Linked DNA regions of Sus scrofa: region 2 is linked to region 1. A link is a contact called in public Hi-C data. All regions are on one chromosome and are shown on one strand. The core of a region is the stretch at or near the end of the contact, and the rest is flanking DNA. Distances in the headings are between cores, read along the strand shown.

Region 1 (6,935 bases), core at 2,519-5,018:
CACAGCCCTGCCCTGCAGAGTCCCTTTCTGAGATAGCCCTGAGCACGCCCAGCCATTTTCTACGCTCAAGTTTAGAAGCGCCGGAGTTCCCTGTGGCTCAGTGGGTTAAGGATCTGGCATTGTCACTGCTGTGGCTCTGGTTACAGCTGTGGCACAGGTTCCATCCCTGGCCTGGGAATTTCCACCTGCCGCAGGTGTGGCCAGAAAAAATACTTTCAAGTGCTGCTCAGAGAATACTGATTACACCATCAATATCTGAGGCCAAGCTTCTTGACCAAAGCAGCAGCAAGAAGAGTCAGAACCAAGAGTTCCCCCACCTCCGGCTCTACCTGCTCAGGATGGAAAAGGCCCAATCATGGGCCCGACCTGGGCACGTCCTGGATGACAGTAACCTCTCTCTCCCTCCTCAGCCTGGTCCAGGCTGCTCCTCTCGCCTCCCTGGTGGCCATTCTGTCCACCTTAGTCCTTCACCCCTGAAGCCCATCCCTCCTCCACCGCCTAGCATCTCCCTCCATGGAGAAGCGAGTAGCCCCTAAAGGGTGCTGCCTGCCCCTCAGGCCTCCAGGCGCCTCTGTGATGATCCTCGGGGGCCTAGACCTTCGTGCCCAACAGCTGGTGCGGTGCTGGGCACTGCAGTAGTTGGGAACGAGCTGCTGGGCACAAAGCTGTCACCTCCTCGCTCCCTGTGACATCCCAGCAGACACAGCAATCTTTTTTTTTAATTATTCTAGAGCATAGTGGATTTACAATGTTATGTTAGTGTTAGGTATACAGCACAGTAAATCCGTTCTTTTGTTTTGTTTTGTTTTGTCTTTTTGCCTTTTCTAGGGCCGCTCCCGTGGCATATGGAAGTTCCCAGGCTAGGGGTCCAATCAGAGCTGTAGCTGCCGGCCTACGCCAGAGCCACAGCCACGCGGGATCCGAGCCTCATCTGCAACCTACACCACAGCTCACGGCAACGCCGGATCCTTAACCCACGGAGCAAGGCCAGGGATCGAACCTGCAACCTCATGGTTCCTAGTTGGATTCGTTAACCACTGAGCCACGACGGGAACTCCGTGAATGAGTTCTATTCATACATTCATTCTTTCTTTCTCAGGCTCTTTTCCTGTATAGGTTATTACAGAATATTGAGTAGATTTCCCTGTGCTTGACAGGAGGTCCTTGTTCGTTCTCTGTTTTATATCACCATTCACTTGTATATGGAATCTAATAAAAAATGCTAACAAAGAACTTATTTATACAACAGAAACAGACTCAGAGATTTCCAAATCAGACTTCTGGGTACCACCAGGGAAAGGTGGAGGGGGCAGGATAAATTAGGAGTTGGGAATAATGGCACTTTTGTCCTGGCTGTCAGAGGGAGTTTTGTATCAGATTTCAGTTTGAACTACTGGGTGTGGTTAGGCAACTTTTTGGACCGCTCTCTGTCTTTTTTGTTTTTGTTTTAATACAATATTGTATAGTTCTATAGTACTCCCCAGGATTTTTTTTTAATCTTATAACCTCAAGTTTTATTTTATTGTTTTAAGTTGATAAAGATGTAAGTTCACATACGTTCTAAAACTCTGCCTTCTTACCTGCCCCCTGCTCCCACACACACTGTTTTGATGTCACAGTGGGTGCTTTTAATACTGTACCTCTCTAGGTCACTTGCTAGGCTTCTCCAGTCCGGAAGGAAATGGCTCTGGTCTCAGTTTTGCACTAATCACCTCGTGTCCTTACTTGGATGGTCACTTAGTCCCTCGGTTTCCCCTCCTGTGAAATGAGGGCTTTGGACTATAGGTCATTTGAACATTTCATGTTCCCCTTTTAAGAAGCTTCTCGGCAAAGAAACTCCAAGCCAAAGTGTAAGGAACCTATGTGTTTTCGAAGTCCAGTCAAATGACGTCAGAAAGTTTCAGTAAAGACAAAACAACCTGATTGTCAAAAGTCTGACTCCTTTGTCACGTTCTGGGATCCGTGCGTCGCAGAAAGTTCTAAATGAAGCTGAGTGGCCAGACACCATCATTTCCGTAGTGAGCCACGTGGTTCCCGCTGCAGCCGTGTCCACAGCTTTGAGTCCTGTGATCCAGCGACTATTCTAAGGGTCAACCAAGGTGCTCCCTCGCTGAGCTAGGTGGGAACGCCAAAAAGGCACCCACTGTGCAAAACAGCCATGACAGAGTAGGGCTTACAGGCAAAACTGTCCGTTCAACTAACATTTGCTGGAGATGCAACCCTAGGTGCTAAACATCGTGCCAGGAATGAGAGAGAGAGAGATGAAAACTACCACCCTGCCCTCAAGAGGACGGTACTCTAGACCAGAAAATTAACACGTATTTCACAGGTAAAATCCTAAACCCCCAGGTATTTACTTGCCCTGGACTAAAACGCAGAGTGGAGACTCAGAGGGCAGAAGATGGAGTCCCTTGTCCTCAGACTGGCATGGTCAAAGACTTCAAAGACAGGGTGGCGGTGGGGAGAGGGAGGATACTGCCCAATGAGACTCAGCGGTAACAAACCTGATGAGCATCCATGAGGACCCGGGTTCAATCCCTGGCCTCGCTCAGTGGGTTAAGGATCTGGTGTTGCCGTGCGCTGTGGTGTAGTTCACAGCCAAGGCTCAGTCCCCACATGGCTGTGGTAGTGGCTGTGGCTGGCAGCTGTAGCTCCAATTCAATCCCTAGCCTGGGAACCTCCATATGCTGCATGTGCAGCCCTAAAAAAAAAAAAAAAAAAGGATGGGGCGGGGAGGGACGTCCCATCTGCTTGCCTCATTACTTTAGGAAGTTAATACCAACCTCAGCATGTCTTTCCTGCCAGACTTTGTCCTCATGTTTGCAAGAATGGAATCGCTAAGGACAGGGTCTTAGCTCAGGCTGACAATTACCATAGATAGGAAGCTTAAACAACAAACATTTGTTTCTCACAGTTCTGGGGGCTGGGAAGTATAAGGTCAAGGTGCTCTCAGCTTCAGTGTCTGGCGAGGGTGCACTTTTCCATTCCCGGATGGCCGTCTTCTCACTGTGTCTTCACACGGAAGAACGGATGGAGTTCCCGTCGTGGCGCAGCAGAAACGAATCCAACCAGGAACCACATGGAAGAAAGGGACCAGAGAGCCCCCCACCCCACCCCCGGGGCCTCTTTTATAAGGGTACTATCATACATATGAGGACTCCACCCCAGGACCTATCACACCTAAAGACCTACCTCTAATGCTACCCCGCTGTGGGGTAGGATTCCAATTATATACATTTCAGAGGACACATGCATTCAATCCATAACAGATGGGTCCCAGGTCACTGGGGCAGGAAACCATTGACCAAGGCAATTTGTAGCTGATGAGGGCCGACTGAAGTTCCACCAGAGATAGGCGCAGCTAGCAGAGGATGAGCTAGGTGACAGGCTGGAGCCTAGAAGGTGGAGATACACAGTGACGTGAATTACAGAGACAAGAAAAGAAAGACGGCTCTAAGACGTGACCTCAGCTGTGGAGATCCAAGAGTCCTAGAGCTAGGGGACAGGCAGAGGTCACAGAGTCACCCTCACCTCGATGCACTGTCGCCGCGAATCATCAGTCACCAGCCTATAATAAAACAGAGGAGAGTTTAATGCAAGTTGGAGACGGACTCTGAGATGGCTCTGAGGAATTGCTCCAGAGAAGCATGGTTTTCAGCAGTTTTATATCTTATCAGAGCAAAGAACATCAAACACGACAGGGGTACATGCCCTCAGGATTTCCAACAAAGACAGATTAGCACATCCACAGTGAGTCAGTCTGGCCTCAGCGCCTGGGGAGGGAGCCTTATCATCAAAGAGGTCCTGGCACTGACGTCCCAGGAAGGGAGGCATTTATCTCTATCTTCAAAACGGACATTCTTTACTTCTGGACACGGCACCCTTGTCTTGTATGGTTAGAGCCGACGTCCAGTGGATGTGTGATGGGCCACAGACAGGCTGTCCCAATCAGCATGAAGTTCAAGCCAGATCCTGTGACAGCCAGACTGACTGCCCCGTCCCTCCTATGTGAAAGTTTCCTCCATCAGCCATCAGCAACCATCTGACCGGGGGAATAAAAATGTCCAGTTTTGAGGGCTCACCAGACAATTTGGGGGTCTAAGAGGATTACTCCAGAGCGAAGCCAGCCCTGGCAGAGCCTGAGCCGACGGAGCTTGGCAACTACGACTGAGTCAGTCACAGGCAAAGGTTCAAGGGCAAGAGCTTGAACTTGCCTCCTGGTTCTCAGAAACCTTGAGCCCCTGCTGCTTCTCTGTCAAAGGGAAGCAAAGGACGGAGTCACAGAAACTATCTGGGGGAGGGGGGAGGAGACACTTAAAAATAAAAAAGGGGGTCATAACCCCCAGGTGAGTGTCAGTTTCTTAGACACAGCAGCCCTAAGACGTCAACAAGGACACCCAGGCGTGGCTGCAGGAAGGGCCAGAAGCAAAGGGAGGCTGCAAAGCCTGCTCCGGCTTTGGATTCTACAAGAGAGTCTGTATACAGCTTCTGGGCCAAATATAACAGACCTTGGTCATGCTTGCATTGGTGTCTGTACCCTACGGGGCTGACACAGCCACAGCCCTGTCATGTCCTCGACTCCCCATAGCCACAACGCCAGGTCACGGCCAGGCTTCGGCAGTTCTGGGGAGGGAGGGGAGGGCAGGAGGTGGCAGACCTTGGCAGGGCAGTGCAGATGGGATAATCAGATCAGGTCGCCCCGCTCAAGACTCTGCCTTTGCCCACAGGAGAGCCACAGGGTCGCCTGGTGAATGGAACCCACGCTCACTCCGCTTTCCAATATTTTAAGAATATTACATTGGAGCACATTTTCAATGACGATGCATAGTTGGGCTTTTCCCCACAGGGGCATTTCTGCTCCTCGCATCTGCATCTGCTCTAAACATCAGATGCAACATACGATCCCAAGACCACTGGAAATTAAAAAAGAGGACAGAGTGAGACATGGTTAGCGAAAGACCATTTCCTATTTTTTTCAAACCCATAGAACAGAGTGGTTTACTTTTGCTTTTTAATATAGTGTGTTTTTTCTGTAAGACTGAAAGTTTCTGTCAGCTGATGCTCCCAGGTGGGGTTGGTGCGTGGAGAGATAATTTAAACACTAAACAACATAAATCTAGACGTTCTCGTTCTTCCTCTGCAAAACGTCATCTATGGACCCAAACAAGACATCCCACTAGTCTTTTTTTTTAATGGCCGCACCCACAACATATGGAAGTTCCTAGGCCAGGGACTGAATCTGAGCCACAGCTGCAAACTACACTGCAGCTGCAGCAAGGCCAGGTCCTTTAACCCATGGTGCCAGGCGGGGGATGGAACCTGCACCTCCCCAGCGACCCAAGCCACTGCAGTCAGATTCTTAACCCACTGTGCCACAGTGGGAGCTCCCATCCCACTAGTCTTAAGTGTTTTCTGTCCCATAAACTTATGCTCAATGCCGCCCACCAGGATGTGGGAACCCAGGATGGAGGGAGGGGCAGATGGTGAGGGGCTGCCCCCAGTTTGCTCTCCCCCTCTAGTCATATCTCTTCAAGGCTTTTCTGCAGGGCAGCTGCCGCCTTGCCCCTGGGCCTTATAGGGTCACCCCCTCAGATTTATCAGAGGAACATTTGCATTCTCCTTCTGTATTTTGTATCTGGGTGCTGGGCAAGAAAGCCTGTTGGGGAACAACCAGCCCCCAAACAGAGCTGGGAAGATCATCTACTGCAACAAGCCATCTGCAGGCTCTGCTGGGCTCAGTCACTTCTTTCTTTTTCTTGTTTTTGTCTTTTTGCCTTTTTTTCTAGGGCTGCACCCTTGGCATATGGAGGTTCCCAGGCTAGGGGTCAAATTGGAGCTGTAGCTGCTGGCATTGCCATGAGCTGTGGTGTAGGTTGCAGATGCGGCTCGGATCCTGCATTGCTGTGGCTGTGGTGTAGACCGGCGGCTACAGCTCTGATTAGACCCCTAGCCTGGGAACCTCCATATGCCACGGGAGCGGCCCAAGAAATGGCAAAAAAAAAAAAAAAAAAAAAAGATTACACCCTTCCTGGTAATGGAAGGAGTTCGCCCACAATTGCAGAGAGGAGAGAAAAATGGGGAGAAAAGAGAGAGAGAGAGAGAGAATCACTCCGACATTTGAGCATGAAAAAAAACTGATGCTTTTGTAACACAAGAGTTAGGACTTCACTGCATGCGAGCTCTTCGACTTGAGAGGCACATTTTCCAGCCTCTTCTGGCCACAGTGTAATCATAAAAACAAGGCTGTCCAAACACAGCAGTTTGTTTGCTTTTTAGCTATGCAGACTACATGTCATGAAGATGCCAATTTGCCACCAGATCATTAAAATTTTAATACCGTCCCTATGAAAAATACTAATATCTTTTAGATAAGGTGATTTTAAAGTTCATTTGAGGAGTTCCCTGGTGGCCTGGCAGTTAAGAACTCGGTGTTGTCACTGCTGTGACCTGGGAACTTTTGTATGCCTGGGGCACAGCCAAAAAAATAAAAATAAATACAAACAAATTTAACATAAAAAAGTAATAATGGTAGGAAATTTCTGAAATAAGTAAGCCGCCACCAGTATTAAAGCTCCAGTAATTACAACTGTGTGGTCCTTCTGCCTAATGACCAGCTCAATGGATGAGAATAGAAAATTCAGAAACAGGCACAAACACACAGGGGAACAGAGTATGTGACAGGGTGGCATTTCAAATCAGTGAGGAAAAGATAGATTCGTAGTAAATGATGCTTGAACAGCTACAAGAATTCAGTGAAGCAGGTCACTCAGACTTTTTGTTAAATCTGAACATTCACTTTCAAGTATGTAAACCAAGTCCATAATTTAACAGAGTGAAAATCACCTTATGTGATAGGTTTGAAAATCTATCATTTAATTCAGTATATAGTCATTGCAAGAGTAAAATATGATCATAATTTATGATTATGAAAGTTG
Region 2 (6,935 bases), core at 2,135-4,634, 170 kb after region 1:
TTTTTGGCTACCTTAAGGCATAGGGAGTTCCCAGGCCAGGGATCAGATTTGAGCTGCAGTTGTGACCTATGCTGGAGCTGTGGCAGTGCCAGATCCTTTAACCCACTGTGATGGGCTGGGACTCAAACCTGTATCCCGGCACTACAGAGATGCCACCCATCCTGTTGCACCATAGCAGGAACTCCTCATGTAATATTTTTAATGTAATAGTAGTTGTCAGGGGGCATAATTTGAAATGAATTGCTTCGACTGCTATAACTTATAAACATTGATCTCGGATTGTGTTTATCCACTTTTGTGGTAATTCCCATGTGTGTACTGTGAAAGTGACTGAGGCAGAGTGTCATTAAAATGTGCTAAGCCTATATTAATAGTTTATCTGTAGTGAAAGCCCTCTTTTTCTACCAAAAACTGCATGAGAATATTACAGAAAGTCAGAATTGAGAAAGAACCACCCAGCATATCTGGAAGCTAGTATATGCAAATAACTACCCAGCGTGTTGATGGTGACTTGCTCTTGATTCCGAAAATTAAGCTGAAATTGAAGAGCAGCCTGTTCTCACATTTTCCTTAAGAACACAAAATTTCTTATAAATAGATTGAGCAGTAGACTGAAAACTTTTTAAATATTCTAGATAGACTGTTTAAGGTGCAAAAAAATTTCTAAAGGAAATAGCACACATTTATAATTCATTTTTTTAATAATAGATGTTTTCATTAGAATTGTACTCCCATTTAAACTTTTAAAGCCCCTTTAAGTGAAATTCTAAATAGAATTTTTAGAATTTATATATACAATAAAATTGTATCACAGAAAGCTTAAAAAATAGAAGAAAACAGATAAAAATCACTGCCCTTACTTAAAAGTACTGTTTTGTGTAATACCTTACAGTAATTTAAAAATCATAATAGTATAGTAGGTGATTATAATCATTGTATACATAAAATTTTATCTTTATCTATTAATATCTTAGTACAGGAACATTTCTGTTATTTTTTACAGAAATTGCCGTTTGAAGTGGCCACACAGTACTCCTTCTAACAGAAACATTGTTTAACTAAGTTCACTATTCAGTGTTTAGGTTACTTCTGATTTTATTTAAAAAAAAAAATTATACAGTAAACATTTTCCTTTATTTTTTTTCTTTCTATTGGATACATTTCTGTTACTTGGATTATTTGATCAAGGGAAATAAGCCTTTTGAGGGTCCCTGACATGTAATACTATGTTGTATTTTTTTTAGATGAAAGTATATCCACTTATATTTTGATTAGCAAAATATTTTGTATAAGTAGAGTGATTTTTTTATTGTAACTTTACCAGTTTGGGCTATGAATATAAAAGTATTTTTCCTAATTTAATTAGGTTTAAAGTGCTATGTCATTATTTTCATTTCCATTACATTTCTTAATAAATACTTTTATATATTTGTTTTAAAAAATGATTTTTATTTTGTAAACTGTCATGTCATTTTTTTGTTTTGTGAAGTTATCTGTTTTTTCTTTTGTTCTTTTTTAGGATTTTTTTATTAAAGTATGGTTGATTTATAATGTTCTGTCAATTTCTTTCTTTCTTTTTTTCTTTTTAGGGCTGCACCTGAGGCATGTGGAAGTTACCAGGCTAGGGGTTAAATTGGGAGCTACAACTCCTGGCCTACATCACAGCCACAGCAGCGTGGGATCCAAGCTGTCTCTGCAACCTATGCTGCAGCTCGTGGCATTGCCAGTTCCTTAACCCACTGAGTGAGGCTGGGGATTGAACCTGCATCCTTATGGATACAAGTCAGGTTCTTAACCTGCTGAACCACAAAAGGAACTCCTGTTCTGTCACTTTCTTCTGTATCATCTGTTTTGAAAAAAACGGTCTAATTTTAATTTTTTTACAATCTGAAACTAATAAATGAAAAGTTTTTCTCAATAAACAGCTACATTTGTTGGAATATAATTTTATTTTTATGAGCTTTTATAATGACATTTTAAAACTATGATATTGGCTTTTTGAATGCCATTGTTCTATGCAAAGAAAGTAGTGTGTGGTTTTGGTATATGTCTGTAAAATATTATGTGAAATTCCCTGCAGTACCATCCTCTTCAAAGGTAATCACTCTTAACTGTTGTATGTTTCCTCAAAATTTTTTTCTATGCTTAGCTTAATCATTTGTTCATTCAGCAGACATATATTTTACTGTGTGTCAGGTACTGTGCTATTTTTGGTAAACACTTATAGTTAAGACATGTTTTTGTTCTGTGCCAAAATTGTTAGATTCAGTGCCCTAGTTCTTGAGCTTTCAGAAATCATTGATATTTGGAACTTAATTTTCAGAGCATTTTACACTTAGTATTTGAGGTATGTGGGTATATCAAGATTTAAACAAACAGTTAATTGATTTTGGGGACTTAAATTAAAAATATAATTAGATTATAAACCTTTTGATTTTGGTATAAGATGAGCAAAAGGTTAATTACAAATACCTGTATGGTTGAATAAGATGTACTTCTTAGAGGTAAAATTTAAGTTTTAAATTCAATCCTATATGTATGCATATATATATATATATATATGTATGTATTTTTTTTTTTTTTTTTTTGCCATTTCCTGGGCTGCTCCTGCAGCATATGGAGGTTCCCAGGCTAGGGGTCTAATCGGAGCTGTAGCTGCCAGCCTATGCCAGAGCCACAGCAACGCGGGATCCGAGCTGTGTCTGCAACCTACACCACAGCTCTCGGCAACGCTGGATCATTAACTCACTGAGCAAGGGCAGGGATCAAACCTGCAGCCCCATGGTCCCTAGTCGGATTCGTTAACCACTGTGCCACGACGGGAACTCCTATTTATATGTTTTTTTATTATTATTTTTTTTTATTTTTTAGGTAGCAGTCATCTGATAAGTACATCTTCTTGGCGAGATGGGCAAAAATTAGTAAAGAAAATTCTGGGACCTGCACCCAGAATAGAGCAAAAAGAGCGAAGAACAGCATCAAGTGACAGAAGTGGAAGAGAAAGAATTACTAAATCTGGTGAGTAATTACATTGTTAAATTATCTCCAGTTCCATTAAATATTGGTTGTTGGTGAAAAGGCCAACTAAAAAGGTTGCTTGGTCCTAAAATACTTCAAGGAGAGGGTGAAAAATACCTTTTTTAAAGAATGCTCTAAGACTTTGTTTTATAATTGAGAATGTAGCTCAAAAAAAAAAAGTTCTATTGGGCTTGCCTGTGGATAATTTCTTTATATGGATGTTATAATAATCTTTATTAAGAATTCTTCTTGTGCTATATTAATTTCAGCTGTCATTATGAATAAATAGCAAAGCACCATTTAATCAAATCTTATTAGACTTTTAGGGACCTTTAGAGAATCAGATCTGTCTGTCTTATCTCTGCATACACAAACACAGGTTAAACATTCACAAGGTTGAATTTTTTTTGTTTGACAGATGAGGAAACAGGCCCTAAGAGAGAAGTGATTTTTCTTCTGGATATACATTCAGTGGGTGGCAAAATTTGATCTAGATTCACAGCTCCCTAGTTTGACTCTGAAATCCATTGCTTTTCTCTTTTTGAAATGCTTTGAATGCTATTTGAAGTAACTAGTTACTTTTTCATGAACTCTAACTCAGGGAAATGAAATATAAATACCTACAAGCCAGTTTTCCTTTTCAGTAGCAAAAACTTGTCTCAGTTAATTTGAGCTTCTGGAATGGATTCAGTAAGAAAGGCAATTTGATATGTAGAAGTCAGTATATATTTTGTATTTGCTCCTCTTTCATCTAGCTTAGAAATAAATTCACATGCATTTTCAATCTAAATTTAAGCCACATCAACATTTAGATGATAAAATGATTGTTTTTCTATATATATATATATATATATAATATTTGCTGTTACTCATTGGAGAGTTGTGGCATCCTAACATTGTTGGCTTTTTATAAACAGCTGTTTGGGGGTTTGGGGAGGGAAAGAAATAATAACATTAAATATGCCTATGGGAGAGAAATGGTAATTCTATGGTAATAGTTAATTCATATCAATAGCAAGATCTATCCTTATTTCAGAAATATAAAAAAATGCAGTTTTTAAAAGTGCCAAGGAAGTATAGTTTCTAAGAATATTGGTATTCTTCTTGTACTGTTTTTCTTTCCTTCTAAAATATTCTTTATAAGACTTTATAGGATATTCGAATTTGAGTTTAAGATGAAGTGAAATTCCCTAGTTTTCTCCTTTGTGCAATAAATTTTAGGAGTGAATATAGAATTTTAATACATCATTAACCGTTAGTCATACTTTTGCAGGAGGTCATGTTGGAAGAGCAGAATCAGATCCCAGATTGGATGTTTCACATAGACATCTTCCACGAAACTCAGAACGTTCTAGAAGTAGAGCTCGGTCAGAAAATAATGTAAAGAAATCAGCCCCACCTCTTCCAGATAATAAACAGGAGGAAAATGCTGCCTTAAATAAGGACTTTTTACCTGTTGAAATTCGTGGAATTCTTGATGACCTGCAGCTGGATTCTACAACTCAGGCTACCAGGCAAGAGACGGGAGAGTTACAGAATCAGAAGTCATCAACATCAATACAAGCTCCTAGGAGTCACAGCCCAATAAAAAGAAAACCTGACAAAATAACAGCTAATGAAGATCCACCTGTAATTTCCAAAAAGCGCCACTATGACACAGATGAGGTACGACAGTACATTGTTAGACAGCAGGAGGAAAGGAAGAGGAAGCAAAATGAAGAGAAGAAGGCTCAAAAGGAGGCCACTGAACAGAAGAACAAACGATTGCAGGAGCTCTACCGGAAACAGAAGGAAGCCTTTACTAAAGTAAAAAATGTGCCTCCTCCCGAGCCATCAGCAGCTAGGCGACTGCAGGAAACTTATTCCAAATTGTTACTAGAAAAGTCATTGCTTGAAGAGCCAACTCATCAACATATTACACAGGAAACACAGGTAATAAATAGTGACAAAAATACAAAAGGGAGTAATTCATGGTTAGAAAAACTCACTTGCTATACTATTTAAAAATTATTACTTGTAATATTCAGATGTATGCTCAGACAATGTTTATAGTAATGATGGTCTTTCATGAAGTTTATTTTTATGCAGAGTAATTTGATAAACATGATTGAAAATAAGTGTTCAGTTTATTTCCTAGAGTGATTGTTATTGATCTGTCTCATTGTTGTTACGTCCTTGCCTAGTTTTTATTTTATACTTAGCAAATAAAGTTAAACTATGTTAATAATGAAAAGCTTTATTTTATTATCTGTGCTGAAATTTGAGAATATCCTACTTTAGTGTGCCAATTTTGTGAGTATTGCTGTTTTTAAGGATAATAAGAATAGCATTTGAGTATGTACCATGTGCCATATATTATTTTAAAGACTTTAGGACTTAAGTGTCAATAAATCCTCAGAACCCTGAGAAGGGGAAGTGCTACTGGTTTTTCCATTTATTAGGTGAAAAAAACTGAGGTTTAGAAAGAGTATTGCTTCCTCCAGATTATGCATTTACCATTATTTGCCCTTGTTGGATTTGAGGTGTAATTTTGCTGACAACTGTAATGGCTGTTTTTAAGACAAACTAAATTTAAATTGGTTTATTTGAGAGCAAAAAGCTCCTGCACTTTATGATCTTTTAAAGTTGAAGTGACATAATACTTACTTTCTGTGTTCCTTGAATATGTCTTTGTGATGGCAGTCAGATAAATTTGATGTCCTTTTCTCCTAGACCAGACCAGGGTATCAGCCATCTGGAGAATCTGACAAAGAGAACAAAGTACAGGAACGTCCCCCAAGTGCATCTTCCAGTAGTGACATGTCTTTGTCAGAACCTCCACAGCCTCTTGCAAGGTAAAAAGGGAAGAATGAAAGATGGTTAAGGTTCTCTCTTTTCTTGATATTTAAAATAGTGGTCTATGCTCAGTGAATTTTTTAAATTGACCTTCTGTGTGAATGGAGGTTTATTTAGAAATTGGTTAATATCCTCGATGGGTACTTAAGTGTGGAATAATCTATACTTACTGCATGCCCTATTCCCTTGTTCAGCTTTTCTGTTGTTCAATTTCCAGTGTAGGTGTCATTTCCTTCTGGGGGATCACCTGCACTTGGAAGCACTCTTGTCTTCTCTGACCTAAACCCATGATAAAAATTTGTTGGATAAATGAATCACTGTGGAATTAATATTTTAAAGCATTTATGTCGAATACTTTTTTTAATGATATTTTTTTATTTAGGCTGTCACTTATTGCTTTGAAACATTAATTCATTGGCACTCAGAAAAAGCAGATAAAAATCTTGGTAGGGTTACCATCAAACTAAGAGAAAAGACTAGAAATACATCAGTGTGTGTTGGATAATTTTTAAAACGCATTTCTGTATTTATTATATTCAGAATTTCTTCATATGTCTCATATCAACAAATCTTAACATCTTAAAAACTAGATTTAGATGTGCATATGAATACATGGACAAGGACTTGGGATTTGATTTGAATTCAGATTGGTGATTGAAGGCTATTTTACTTAAATAAGAAAAAATTTTTTTTGCTGTAATATAGTGTTTGCACTAAAGTAAAACAAAAACTATTTGTGCATGAAAGTTAAGAAGATGATTTTCAGATTATAATATGGTTATAAATTATACTTTGAAATAACCATTTTAAGAAAAGAAAGACTTTGAAATTCTTCTTTGAGAATGTATTTTCCGGTTTGGGTTAATACTTCTAGTCCTCTCACCCCCTTGCCATCCCCCGCCCCAAGAGAATAATAATATTGATAAAATAGCTAACATTTATTGTTTGTTAGGTTTCAGGCACTGATCTAAGTACTTTGCATGTATTATTTTATTATTTATTTAATCCTTGTAATTCTTTGAGTTATCTCAGTAACTTTATGCTTAAAAGTACAGGATTTCTTTTCTCTTCATGTTCCATCA

The links. Hi-C and Micro-C count contacts between places; a contact is called where the count stands out from the background.
Region 2: a Hi-C map of liver shows a contact between it and region 1, with 4 times the contacts expected there. The contact joins two enhancer-like sites. A contact is called at or near these places in 10 of 47 Hi-C or Micro-C datasets (alveolar macrophages, embryonic fibroblasts, fetal liver and 6 more) and 1 of 2 datasets of contacts at active chromatin or transcription factors (alveolar macrophages).

What each region holds. Positions count from the first base shown.
Region 1 is chr9:121,459,828-121,466,762 of Sscrofa11.1, forward strand. FAM163A (protein FAM163A) reads left to right here. Exons shown (of 5, transcript XM_021063745.1): 5 at 1-814. Among named protein-coding and RNA genes, the nearest start is that of TOR1AIP2, 26 kb to the right of the region's middle. Within about 2 kb of position 3,769, at least 6 of the 83 cell types and tissues checked have an H3K27ac peak or open chromatin away from gene starts, as enhancers often do. A contact at or near this core is called in liver, where this site is marked.
Region 2 is chr9:121,628,262-121,635,196 of Sscrofa11.1, forward strand. CEP350 (centrosome-associated protein 350) reads left to right here. Exons shown (of 43, transcript XM_021063750.1): 9 at 2,872-3,018; 10 at 4,292-4,950; 11 at 5,731-5,852. Among named protein-coding and RNA genes, the nearest start is that of CEP350, 41 kb to the left of the region's middle. Within about 2 kb of position 3,385, at least 1 of the 83 cell types and tissues checked has an H3K27ac peak or open chromatin away from gene starts, as enhancers often do. A contact at or near this core is called in liver, where this site is marked.